Linked DNA regions of Mus musculus: all the other regions are linked to region 2. The links are chromatin contacts, called in public promoter capture Hi-C maps. All regions are on one chromosome and are shown on one strand. The core of a region is the stretch at or near the end of the contact, and the rest is flanking DNA. Distances in the headings are between cores, read along the strand shown. Region 1 holds the start of Atp5j (ATP synthase, H+ transporting, mitochondrial F0 complex, subunit F). Region 2 holds the start of Btg3 (BTG anti-proliferation factor 3). Region 3 holds the start of N6amt1 (N-6 adenine-specific DNA methyltransferase 1 (putative)). Region 4 holds the start of Mrpl39 (mitochondrial ribosomal protein L39).

What was found. Promoter capture Hi-C pulls out the DNA fragments that hold promoters and counts their contacts.
Region 1: a promoter capture Hi-C map of pre-B cells shows a contact between it and region 2, with 4 times the contacts expected there. The contact joins the promoter of Atp5j here to the promoter of Btg3 in region 2. A contact is called at or near these places in 1 of 39 promoter capture datasets (pre-B cells) and 2 of 484 Hi-C or Micro-C datasets (both in the G1E-ER4 cell line).
Region 3: a promoter capture Hi-C map of pre-B cells shows a contact between it and region 2. The contact joins the promoter of N6amt1 here to the promoter of Btg3 in region 2. A contact is called at or near these places in 1 of 39 promoter capture datasets (pre-B cells) and 1 of 484 Hi-C or Micro-C datasets (CD4 T cells).
Region 4: a promoter capture Hi-C map of pre-B cells shows a contact between it and region 2, with 4 times the contacts expected there. The contact joins the promoter of Mrpl39 here to the promoter of Btg3 in region 2. A contact is called at or near these places in 1 of 39 promoter capture datasets (pre-B cells) and 1 of 484 Hi-C or Micro-C datasets (the G1E-ER4 cell line).

The regions. Positions count from the first base shown.
Region 1 is chr16:84,833,575-84,836,274 of GRCm38.p6, reverse strand. It overlaps Atp5j (ATP synthase, H+ transporting, mitochondrial F0 complex, subunit F), which reads left to right and starts at 1,253. Exons shown (of 4, transcript NM_001302214.1): 1 at 1,253-1,466. It overlaps Gabpa (GA repeat binding protein, alpha), which reads right to left and starts at 1,151. Exons shown (of 10, transcript NM_008065.2): 1 at 732-1,151.
Region 2 is chr16:78,375,495-78,378,194 of GRCm38.p6, reverse strand. Btg3 (BTG anti-proliferation factor 3) reads left to right here and starts at 1,385. Exons shown (of 5, transcript NM_009770.3): 1 at 1,385-1,594.
Region 3 is chr16:87,352,764-87,355,463 of GRCm38.p6, reverse strand. It overlaps N6amt1 (N-6 adenine-specific DNA methyltransferase 1 (putative)), which reads right to left and starts at 1,279. Exons shown (of 6, transcript NM_026366.2): 1 at 1,078-1,279. The coding sequence starts at 1,211.
Region 4 is chr16:84,733,964-84,736,741 of GRCm38.p6, reverse strand. Mrpl39 (mitochondrial ribosomal protein L39) reads left to right here and starts at 1,498. Exons shown (of 10, transcript NM_017404.5): 1 at 1,498-1,588; 2 at 2,129-2,335. The coding sequence starts at 1,525.

The sequences.
Region 1 (2,700 bases), core at 4-2,503, 6.5 Mb before region 2:
TCCATCTGGATTCCAGAGGCTGAACAGTCTGGCTCGGCAGCAAGTGCCTTTACCTGTCGAACCATCTCACTGGCCTACCTAAGGATTTAGTTTCAAATGACTGTTTGTCATCGTGAAACGATGCGCTGGCACCATTCTCTATGCTGTGGACCCTAAGGGTGGAATCCCCTAAACTCCATCGTTGTGTTCACTGCACTACACCAACCCCCAAAAAAGGTCGGGGGGAGGAGTGGGGGAAGTTGGCAAGGTACAGTAACTTTCACTGACATCTTCGGGAAAGACGCAGAAAGTCATCCTATGCATTAGAACGATTGCACCGATGCGACTCTAGGACAGTTCCAGAAGGGCAATCGGTACTGCTAGTGCGGGGATGGCTGACTCGGGTGACAGACAGGTCTGGCATCTTCCCGAGAGACCCGGGAGCGCCCGGGGCTGTGCGCTCGGCCAGCGCGCCGAGCCTGGACCGCGCCCGTGCGACGGGCGACTCCGCCGCGTCCCGCAACGCGGCCCGGGCCACGCCGCTCCCCGCGCCCCTCCCCTCGGCTTCCCGCACAGCCTCTCCCGCCCCTCCCCACCAGGCTCCCTCAAGTCTCCACGAACGGAAATGGGAGTCGCAGCGCCGGGGACCCAGCGGAAACAAAACACAGAGGCGGCCGCGGGGGGGGACAAGCCCCGGAACCAGGCCGCCCGCGCGGGCCCGCGCTCCCCGCCAGCCCGCGTCCGCAACTCACCAGCTCCGGAATTCGTCCCGTGGCCCTAGCCCGCGCTTCCACAGCCGGCTGGGAACGGCGGCGGCGCGGGCTCCAGGTACAGCGCCTCTCCGGGCGAGCCGCGCCGCTCCCGCGAGTAGCAGGGTAAGGTCCCGGGGCCCTTCCCGTGGAATCGGCGCTAAGGAACCCCAGCCCCTCTCCCGCCTCCCAGGCACCCCCGGGCCTGGAACTACAACTCCCAGCAGGCTGCGCGGCCCGAAACGCCCGCGACGACGGGGCTCACGAGGCACAAACGCCCCCCAGCCGCTTTGGTTTTTTGTTTTGTTTTGGTTTTGGTTTTTACGCGCTCCTTTGTACCCCCACCCTACATCCACCTCCCCAACCCCAAGGATCGGGACGCTGACTCCGAAGGGAGCTTGAACTAGGGGACAGGCCAGAATACGCATGCGTACAGTGCAGTGTCTCCAAGAGGGAAAAGGGGGTGAAGTTAAAGTGTAGGAAAGATGGCGGAGTCTTAGCTGAGGGACCCGGAAGCACTTACCCTCCACTTCCTCCTCCTGTTTGGCTTCTGTCTCACCTAGAGGCGTCCGGTCGCAGACTCCCTTCGAGGCGCTTCCTGTCCGGTGAGCGTCGAACGACTGAAGCCGCGGCCCATAGTGCCTTGCGATGGCGGGTAGGCGTGTGTAGGCGGAGCCAGGGCCGGAAGTAGAACGGTGGCGGCGGCGGTGACTCTGGCAGCTCGGGACTCAGTGCAAGGTGACTGGGAGGGTAACTGGGCTAGCTCGGCCTCCTGGGACTGAGCTTCTGGGTTTCTTCACGAGGAGAGAGGGCTGCCCGTCACCTTTGCCCTGGGAGTAGAGCGCAGCCCCGTGTCCTTGGCACCGTCCTGGCCTGGCCTGGGGTCACAGGTGACCTCGGCCCTGCTGGGTATTCAGATTTGCCTTACGCTCACTAAATAAGACCGTGAATGCTCTCCTGGGAGCAGAGCGGGCCGACTCGAAAAGCAGAAAAGACGGGGTGGTGAGCCTGCAGCCCGCCTGGGGCAGCCCAAGGTCACGGCGCGCCACAGGCTTGTGAATAATGCAGGCGGCGATCGAGCCTCCTAAGACAGGAAAGGGCGATGGTGATATCCTAAAAGTTTTATATCCAATCTAGAAGTCATGCTTTGTCGATTGACTTTATGATTAGATACTCACGAGCAGCAAAGGGACTAGCCTTCGGCTAGGCTGGTCAGTCAACCGCTATAAATAGGAGAGCCGTGCGCCTTCCCAAAGCTACACCTCTGGGTTTGAACTTTGATTACCCCACCCCCACCCCCACCATGCTTTCCCCAATATTGTTACTATCAGACCTCTAACAAGCAGCAAGCTAGTGCAGGATATTAATTCAGTACGGAATTTGTCCCAAATGGTGTTCTACACTTAGGATGCCATTTGTCTTCCGTGTGATCATGAACAGATCGCATTCTCTATTTAATCTGAAAAAGTGAAAGGCAGTGAAGGAGAAACAACAAGTAGTTTTGGTAAGAGAGAATGTGGTCACTGTTAGAACGATTGAGTAGGACTTAGGAGGTGAGTATACATGTATGTTTGGGGTTCAGAGAGTACGCTAAATTAGACGTGGGGATTGGAAATCATTGTTTGGGATGGTGCGTTATTGAAAGTGAAAATGTATTTTCCCTGTCTTGTAGAAGAAATGACCGTCTTGGCAGTTAGATTGGGAGCAGGTTGACTGTGGAATGTTAGGTAAACAACCTTCTTTAGACATATTTTTTTTAATCACCTATAAGCAAGACTGAAAGAAGCACCTTCCCCTAACACTTAGAGAGTATTTCCTAAGTGGACAATATGGAAGTATTTTACAGTATTTTTAGGGCTAAAGAATTCTTGATACCTTACTAATTATGTCTTAAGTGTGTTCCTAGATTTCCAGGATGAATCAAGTGTGGTGTTCTTATTATAAAGTCTTGTCTACTTGCCTGTAGCTCTTT
Region 2 (2,700 bases), core at 136-2,635:
ATTGGGACCAAAACACCCATGGAAGGAGTTACAGAGACAAAGTTTGGAGCTGAGACGAAAGGATGGACCATCTAGAGACTGCCATACCCGGGGATCCATCCCATAATCAGCCTCCAAACGCAGACACCATTGCATACACTAGGAAGATGTTGCTGAAAGGACCCTGATATAGCTGTCTCTTGCGAGGCTATGCCCCGGCCTAGCAAACACAGAAGTGGAGGCTCACAGTCAGCTATTGGATGGATCACAGGGCTCCCAATGGAGGAGCTAGAGAAAGTACCCAAGGAGCTAAAGGGATCTGCAACCCTATAGGTGGAACAATATGAACTAACCAGGAGCCCCCCACCCCCCACCCCTCAGCTGGTCTCTAGCTGCATATGTAGCAGAAGATGACCTAGTCGGCCATCACTGGAAAGAGAAAGAGTCTTGCAAACTTTATATGCCTCTGTACAGGGGAACACCAGGGCCAAGAAGTGGGAGTGGGGGGAGGGAGGGTTTGGGGGACTTATGGGGTAGCATTGGAAATGTAAATGAAGAAAATAAGTAATGAAAAAAAAAACAATGGTAATCTGCATTTTTAAATTCTCTTTTAATGAGTGTCTTGTGTTTTTCCGGCCTGTCTGACTTATCAGCTGCTTTCACAACACTAACACCTAGCTGCCAGTTCAGCCTAAGGGACGGAAAGATGGGCCTTTCTTCGGAAAGTTTATCTTCCCTCTTCTTATGTGTTTAGTCAAGGCTTAAAAGCTACCCCTCCCCCCCAAGTCCTTGAGTTAGAAGTATCTGAGAAATACAAAGCCTGGCCACTCCACTCATCCATTGGGCCATCAGTGCTGGCAGAGACACCCCGTACTCAACAGGAGGCTGCCACGGTCACATGGAGGCACGAGCTCTGCCAGCCAAGTGTCCAGGTAAGAGTTTTACCCAAGCCATCTCACGTACAGGGAGGCAGCTAGTGACCTCACGACCGGAGGGACTTGGCAAGCCCTCAGTGCCAAGCTCCCCTCCGCAGCCGCTTCGTGCAGAGGTGGGTAGGAGGGGGAGAGCCCATCAAAGCAGAATCCGGATTGAACTTGCCCTCAGGCAGCAGAGAGGCGGGCGGATCCAAGGGAGAGAGCCCCGCGTGGGGAGGAGTGGCCGAAGAGCCAAGAGGAAGCGTCCTGCCCACCCCACTGAGGGAGGCAAGGCCCTCGGGGCTCGCGCAGGAGGCACTGCGACCTCGTGCCAGCACGGCCGTCGGAGCCCAGGCTCTGCGCGCGGCCGGAGGCAGGAGCCGGCCACGCGCACCGGTGGAGGGGGGCGGGCCCGAGGGAAGCCCCGCCCCCAGGGCGCGCGGATTGGTTCTTCGCGGCGCCGGGCCTCTCCTAGTCATCGCCCCTCCCTTCTTCCGGGCCTCGAGCCCCCCGTGGGCCGCGTCGGGACTGCGTTCGCCCTGTCGGCCGCGCGCTCCGCCGCCCGCCAGTCTGGTCGGCGCGCGCTCAGCGGCGGCGGCGGCGGCCCGACGACGCAGCAGCGGCGCTCGCGCTCGGCTCCCCGGCCACGGGACGCGGTCGCACCCGGCGAGGGTGCAGCCCCCGGAGCGGCGGCGGCGGCGGTGAGGAGAGCCCGCCGGGGGTCGGAGTCGGGGACGCGGTGGCAGTGAGGAGGGCAGGCCTGGCATAAGGGGACGCGGCGGGGACCCCCGGGCATCGCGGCGGAGGGAGGTTGGGACGCGCCCGCCGCCACGTCGAAAGCGGAGCGGCCGAGGGATGCGCGGCGCGGAGGGGAGCGGCGGCGGGTCCTCGGTGGGGTTGGGACGCCTCCTCCGGCGCGTGCCACGTCGCCTGCCGCCCCCGGGGAGGCGACAGCGGGCGGGCAGGGGCAAGCCGGTTTGTTTGCACAGGTTAGACGCGGCGCGCAGGCCGTCCACTCGGAGCGCGTGGGGGGCTCTCTCCACCCGCGCCGGGCTGGGAGGGGAGCCCGATCCGGCTGCATCTGGATCCCGCTGGCCAAAGCCGCCCGGGGCGGTCAGGGCCTCTCGGCGCGACCACGCTTGCCGTCCCCTCCACCTCGGCAGCGTCCACCTGGAGAAGTTGTGGTTTCTAGAAACTGCGAGTGGCTTTTTCGTTACTGGGGAGGGGTTGGGGGGGGTGGGGGGTGGGGAGACTGCAAAGTTAGAAACTCCTAGAAGGCCGAGCTCGTGGAACAAAGTAGAACTTGAGGAGCAGCCGCCGCGGTGACGACGTCCTGGGGTGACGTCACCAAGCGGTGTTTAAAATGGGAGCTTTGGGGGACAGTGTGGGTGGCACTAGGCGCCTAAGGTCTAATCCCCCACCCCCGGTCCCCGGTGGTATTCACACCCCCCACACACCCTCCCCCGAGGTTTAGACCTTTCTCTGTGCCTTTGGTACTTCTGGAACACTGATAAGAGGGGGTTAATTCTTAAGCTATTCCATTCCTTCAAACAGAAAAATAAATAAGTCCGTATGACTCATCTTCTGTTACAAACCAAAAAGCAACCGCTAAGTGGTTCTTTCCTTCCTTAATTTTATTTTATTTATTTATTTTTTTTAATATGAAGTTGAGGAAACAAAAAGCAAATCCCCCAAACTGTTAGGTAGCACGTACTGGCCCAGTTGGTGAATGAGAGGGGTCTAGGAATCATTACATTTCTCTAGTGTGAGTCTTCTATCTTGTTTGGAGTGGAGCGTATGCGGCTCC
Region 3 (2,700 bases), core at 30-2,529, 9.0 Mb before region 2:
TACAGCATACGAAGCAATGCAATTTGTAGCTGTAAATTTTTCTGAGCTGTTTTGAGCATTCAAGTTACAATTCAGTGCTCCACGAGATATTCCAGTAGCTCAAAATGCTCCACCATCTATGAAGAAAGACTGGTTTTATAGGCAGAAAAAAAGTGACAATATAAATAAACATGATGGCTATTTCGTTCTGGAGACACCCAGTAGGAATCTTGGCCATTAAGTTAATGACCCATATTCTTTCGGCAAACTATTTTATTAGAGTGATTATATGTATGTGTGCAGAATGGTCCTCAGCATTGTAACTGAACCTCCAAGAACAACCTGTAGTAGTTTCTGAGGCCGGAACTCAGGTCTGCAGGCTTGACAGCGAGTGCCTTTACCAGCTGAGCCATCTTTCCCGTTCTCAGCTCAAATTCTTTTCTCAGAAAAGTTAACATGTGGGCATTTACTATTTATGTCAATTAAAGCTATGGCCAATCCTTCAACAAATCAGGCTAGTGAAAATCCTACCGGCGGAGGCACGTGACTATTTAAACCTTCCCTAATAGTTCTAACCACATGCAACTAAAATTCTAACAGTTCAATTAAAAAACAAAACAAAACAAAAAAATCCCAGTTGCAATAACACTTTAAGTGCTCAGACGGCTAGTGGTTGTTCCTTGACTAGGTTGAGTGAATTTAATAGTTCACTGATCCTTATGTGTTCTTCCTTTGCTAGAGGATGTTATTCTTGCACTAAGGCGAGTTTTACATATTCACTTAAAAAAATTAAAATAGAAAATTAGGAAAGTTTTGGGACATCTTGCTTCTGGTTGCTAAACTCCGGCTGCTCCTCAGAGGCGCGTTTACATTCTTCAGATTAACAGCTAAAAGGCAGGGCAGGGTGACCTTGAAGCCGCAGGAACATCTGAGCGATGCTCTAACCCCAGCCCGCCGGACACGCCTCCTTTACCCCTCTCTGCTGTCAATCACCAGAAAGTAGGCCGGCCCACCACTTCCGGAGGAGGGCGGCAAGTTCCGGCTTCCGCCTCCCGGCCACCCCGTTCTCTCCCCCTGAGGCGCGCACCCTCCTCGCACCCTGCTAGCTCGGCCGCCGCCGCCTCGAGCGCGTCCAGTAACAGGAACGTGTCCTCCGCTGGCTCGTACACGTCGCGGAAGGCTCCGCGACCCACGTGCCCGTACAACGGCGTGGGGACACTCGGCGCCGCCATCTTTTCCCTTCCGCTTCCTATGGGCGGGCGTTGAGTACGCACGCGTCAGGCTTGCTGCGCATGCGCTTTTGTCTTACACTGGGTGGCGTTTGGGGTGAAAGAGCTTGTTGGGCTCTCTGGAACTTTTAAGCAACCTCTAACATCCGTTTTCAACTTGTGCTTACTTTTATCGGCTACCCTAATATTGAGCATCGTCAGTTATTTTGTACTAAGGTGACTGCTTTATTCTAATGACATTTGGAAAGTTTCTTCCCTTTTAAACTTGTAAGCACTTGCAAAAATAGTGTTTACAAAATTTATTGTTTTTTAAGCAACTGAAATGTAAATACCCATCTATAAGATTATGACTACTTTTATTTGCTTAATTTTGTTATACAGATTCTCACTGTCTTGGAATTTACTATGTAGGCCAGTCTGGCCAGGAACTCATAGTGATCCTCCACCTGCCTCTGTCTCCTGAGTGCTGGGACTATAAAAGCTGTGGCACCATGCCCAGCTTTTATGACTTTTAATTTTTATTTTGTATTTGACAATATTATACATGGATAACACTTTCATTCATTGAAATTATAGTTTGGGCTGGGCTGTGGTGGCTCTTGCCTTTAATCCCAGCACTCTGGAGACCGAGGCAGGCAGATCTCTGCTTGTTCTACAAAGAGAGTTCCAGGACAGCCAGGGCTACATAAAGAAATCCAGTCTCCGAAAAACAATGAAACAAAACAGAGACAATGGTTTGGAGGGCTGGGGAAGTGCTCAGGGGTTGAGACCTTGTACTGCACTTGAAGAAGACAAAAGTTTGGTTTCCTGCACCTTTGTTTGGTGGCTCACAACTCCCTATAACCCCAGCTCCAGGTTGTTGCTCTTCCTGCGTCAGTGTCACTGTTGTGCCCATACATACAGGCAAAAAAATAACATACAGAAAATCATAGTCTTTAAAAAAATGTAAGGGGCTGGAGAGATGGTTCTGGAATAAGGCTATTATTGAGGACTAGAATTTGGTCCCCAGTACCCACAGCAGGTGGTTCACAAACAGAGTAACTCCAGTTCCTGGGAGTTAAATCTTCTGTTCTCTGGCGGCATCACAAATACAGACTTGAAAATGGCAAGAAAGCTCTGCTGGTAAAAGGCAGGTAGGTGCTGCCAAACCTGAGCACATGGAGCAGGTCCCTGAGACTCACACAGTGGAAGGAGAAAACCTATTCTTAGAGTTCTCAGACCTCCAAGGGTATGGCAGCATACATGTGCACACATGCACAAACATCTAAATATAATACGGAAATATTTTTTTAGAGTGTCATGTGCCGCGAGAATTTGTTATTTTCACATGCATCCTTAAAATGTCTTTGGCATACAAGCAATGAAATGAAATAGCCGTTCTTTCTCAGTTGTTTCCCAGAGGATTTGTTTTTATGTATGTGAAGGTTGACTTTGCTCCAGGTTTGTCTGTTGCAATTCTTGAGACTGACATCCTTAGTGTTCTCCCACTGCT
Region 4 (2,778 bases), core at 249-2,748, 6.4 Mb before region 2:
ACTCTTGGTCAAAAGTCTATCTTGGGTAGGTCTCTCCAACTCTCCAAACGTTGCTTGGCAGACATTCAAGGCAGTTGTGTGGGTTAATAAACAGTTTTATAATTAGCATATATTCAGTACTTGTTGGTCAGTATCACCTGTGGCATCCTTCCAGCAAAATTACTTTCTGCGATAGTAGACGCTCCAATCAGCTGTGTGCAGATGTGCTTATGATTAATTTTTCTCAAGCTAACGTCCAGAGGATTGTTTTAAATGTGGCCGTGAACTATAGTTTTCGGGGTGGGGTGAAATGGACACAATCTCTAAAAGCTGTGAAGCTGAAAGCTTTCAGGGGAACCATAGAACATTTAAGGAAGAAACACACATGCACGCTCACACGCGCGCACACTTTTCCAGAGTTGATTTAGAACTTCTATTGTTAGGAAAAGGTGTGTTAAGTAGCTAAAGGCTTCTCCAGCTCCTACCTAAGCCTTCTTGAGGAGGGATTGCAGGCATCAGTCACTATTCTCGGCCGAGGACTTTACATGAGATAGGCCAGTACAATATTGAATGGTTGAATCCAAATTTATACTTACATGTCTTGCCTTAAAGATGAGGAAAGGTCTTAACACTTTCCCTATGCAATTGTAAACATGTATTATTTGGGCCAAGGAGACAGCACATTTGTGTGGCATAAAACATAGCATTTGTGACCGAGCTTACCCTTCCGCCTGGTGGCAGTGTGTGCTCCACCACAAGTTAAAAGTAGGGATCATGTGAAAATTCCTGACTAAATTTATAAAACTATATTGGTTCATTGGTTCAGCTTTGCAGAAGTAAAGAATGCTGCTCCAACGGGAACGTGCTGGCACCACAAAGGCGTTAGATGTAGCAGTGTGTTTTTACCAACCGTCATAACAAATATTTGCTGAGCTGCCAAGCACGGTTTGCGTTTCTGGGATACATCCAGGGACGAGACACAGATTCCCGGTTACTCCGTGCAGTCGTGCCTAGATCATTCGGAAAAGAGTTCTAGGACGTTCTTTGCAAAATCAACACGACGTGTTTCCAAGAGCCCAGGAACGTGGCCGACTAAACGGTGAACCGGGTTCAGCCCCACTGCAGCCGACCTGAAACTCACTTTTGCAAACCTCTTTTATTTCCACCCTCTAGAGTTGTACCCGGCGTGGCTGGCCAGACTGTCAAAGACGTAACGCAAAGAGTCCTCCTCTAATTTTTTTCTGCCGGGAATCTGGAACCCTCGTGAGACAAAGGCGCCTGTGTGACTCCTCTGTCCAATAGACACTTCTGCGACTCCTCAGGGCAGCCGGTCGTCCCCGAGCCAAGGACAAGACTCGCAGCGCGGCCAAGGGTGAGCCATCCAAGGAGAGGCGCGCATGCGCCCCCGCGTGGCTCGGCGCGCTCCTAGCATCCGGTCCCGAGCTGATCAGTCCTACGGAACCTCCGCCGCGGGTTCCGCGTTTCCGGGGGAAGAGGGACGAGAAGGACCGGGACGCCGAGCTACCTTGGCTACTTCGGGAAGCCATGGCTACCGCGGTGGGAAGGCTGGTTCTTCGGCGGCCCGGCGCGGGCGGCGGGGCTCGCTGGAGTGAGTTTTTTGTGTTCCCGGTGTGGGAAGACAATCTGGGGTGCAGGAATCAGGGAAAGAGAAGGGATGCGGGCATGGGCGGCTCTTGTGGGGGGTTTTAGGAGCCCCAGTCTTCGGCAAACATGTCCCCATCTCCCAGGGAGTGAGGACTCGCGCTTGCCTAGCCAAGTCCCTTGCTTTGGGGTGTGGAAGAAAAGTTCAGCATTTCTCATGCTAGCTATTGATCGTTTGGACACGGGGATTCCGCCTTCCTGGAGCGTTCTCCTCCCCTCCAGACCGTTTCCAACTACAACTTTGCTCTCCTTCCCAATCGAGTCTGGTTTTAGGACGCCACTGAGGAAATCGGTGGTGATGTGAGAGTAAATCAGAGCCCAGCGTTTTTGTTTTTTGTTTTTTCGTTGTTGGATCCTAAATTATTAACATTATAAAGTGGTTCAAGTTTGCCTCAGTCGAATTTTTGACTTATGTTCTGCAAAATTCTACCGTTTTCAATACTTGTTACAGGTCCAGAGTAAACTACGTACTTTGCTTTCTTAATAGGATTTATAGCGACGTCGCCAGCTGCCGAGCTGTCACCCACGGAGCTGACAGAAATGCGGAATGATCTGTTTAACAGAGAGAAAAGCAGGCAGTTATCGTTAACCCCCCGAACGGAGAAGATCGAAGTTAAGCATGTTGGGAAAACTGATCCCGGCACTGTCTTCGTGATGAATAAAAACATCTCAACCCCTTACAGTTGTGCCATGCGTAAGCAGCAGAACAATGTTGACCATTTTACACGCGCTGTGCAGAGCACTGCAGAGGGGAACATGCTGTCATTACTTGGCGAAGCTGTAGAATTTATTTGCAGCCATTTTGCCACCCACTGTCCCCTTTGTTTTGTGGGTACGGTGGGTATCGTAGCATTTCTCTGCTGTACAGGTTGTCTCCCTAGTTTGTCTGAATATGACTATGTAATATGCATGTTCTGGGAGCATTTATCTAGCAGGTCTCATTAAAGTATTTTGAGGGTTGTTTTTTTGGTTTGTTTTGGTTTGTTTTTTTCTTGAGTTTTCATTTATTCTACCTTTATCTTTTTAGTTTTTTTTTTCCCCCCGAGTATATGTCTCATCTCCTTCCTACTTGTCCCATGTTGTGGTTTTATCTAGTATAGGTACTAAATGTGTGAATGGAAACATAAGTATAGTGAA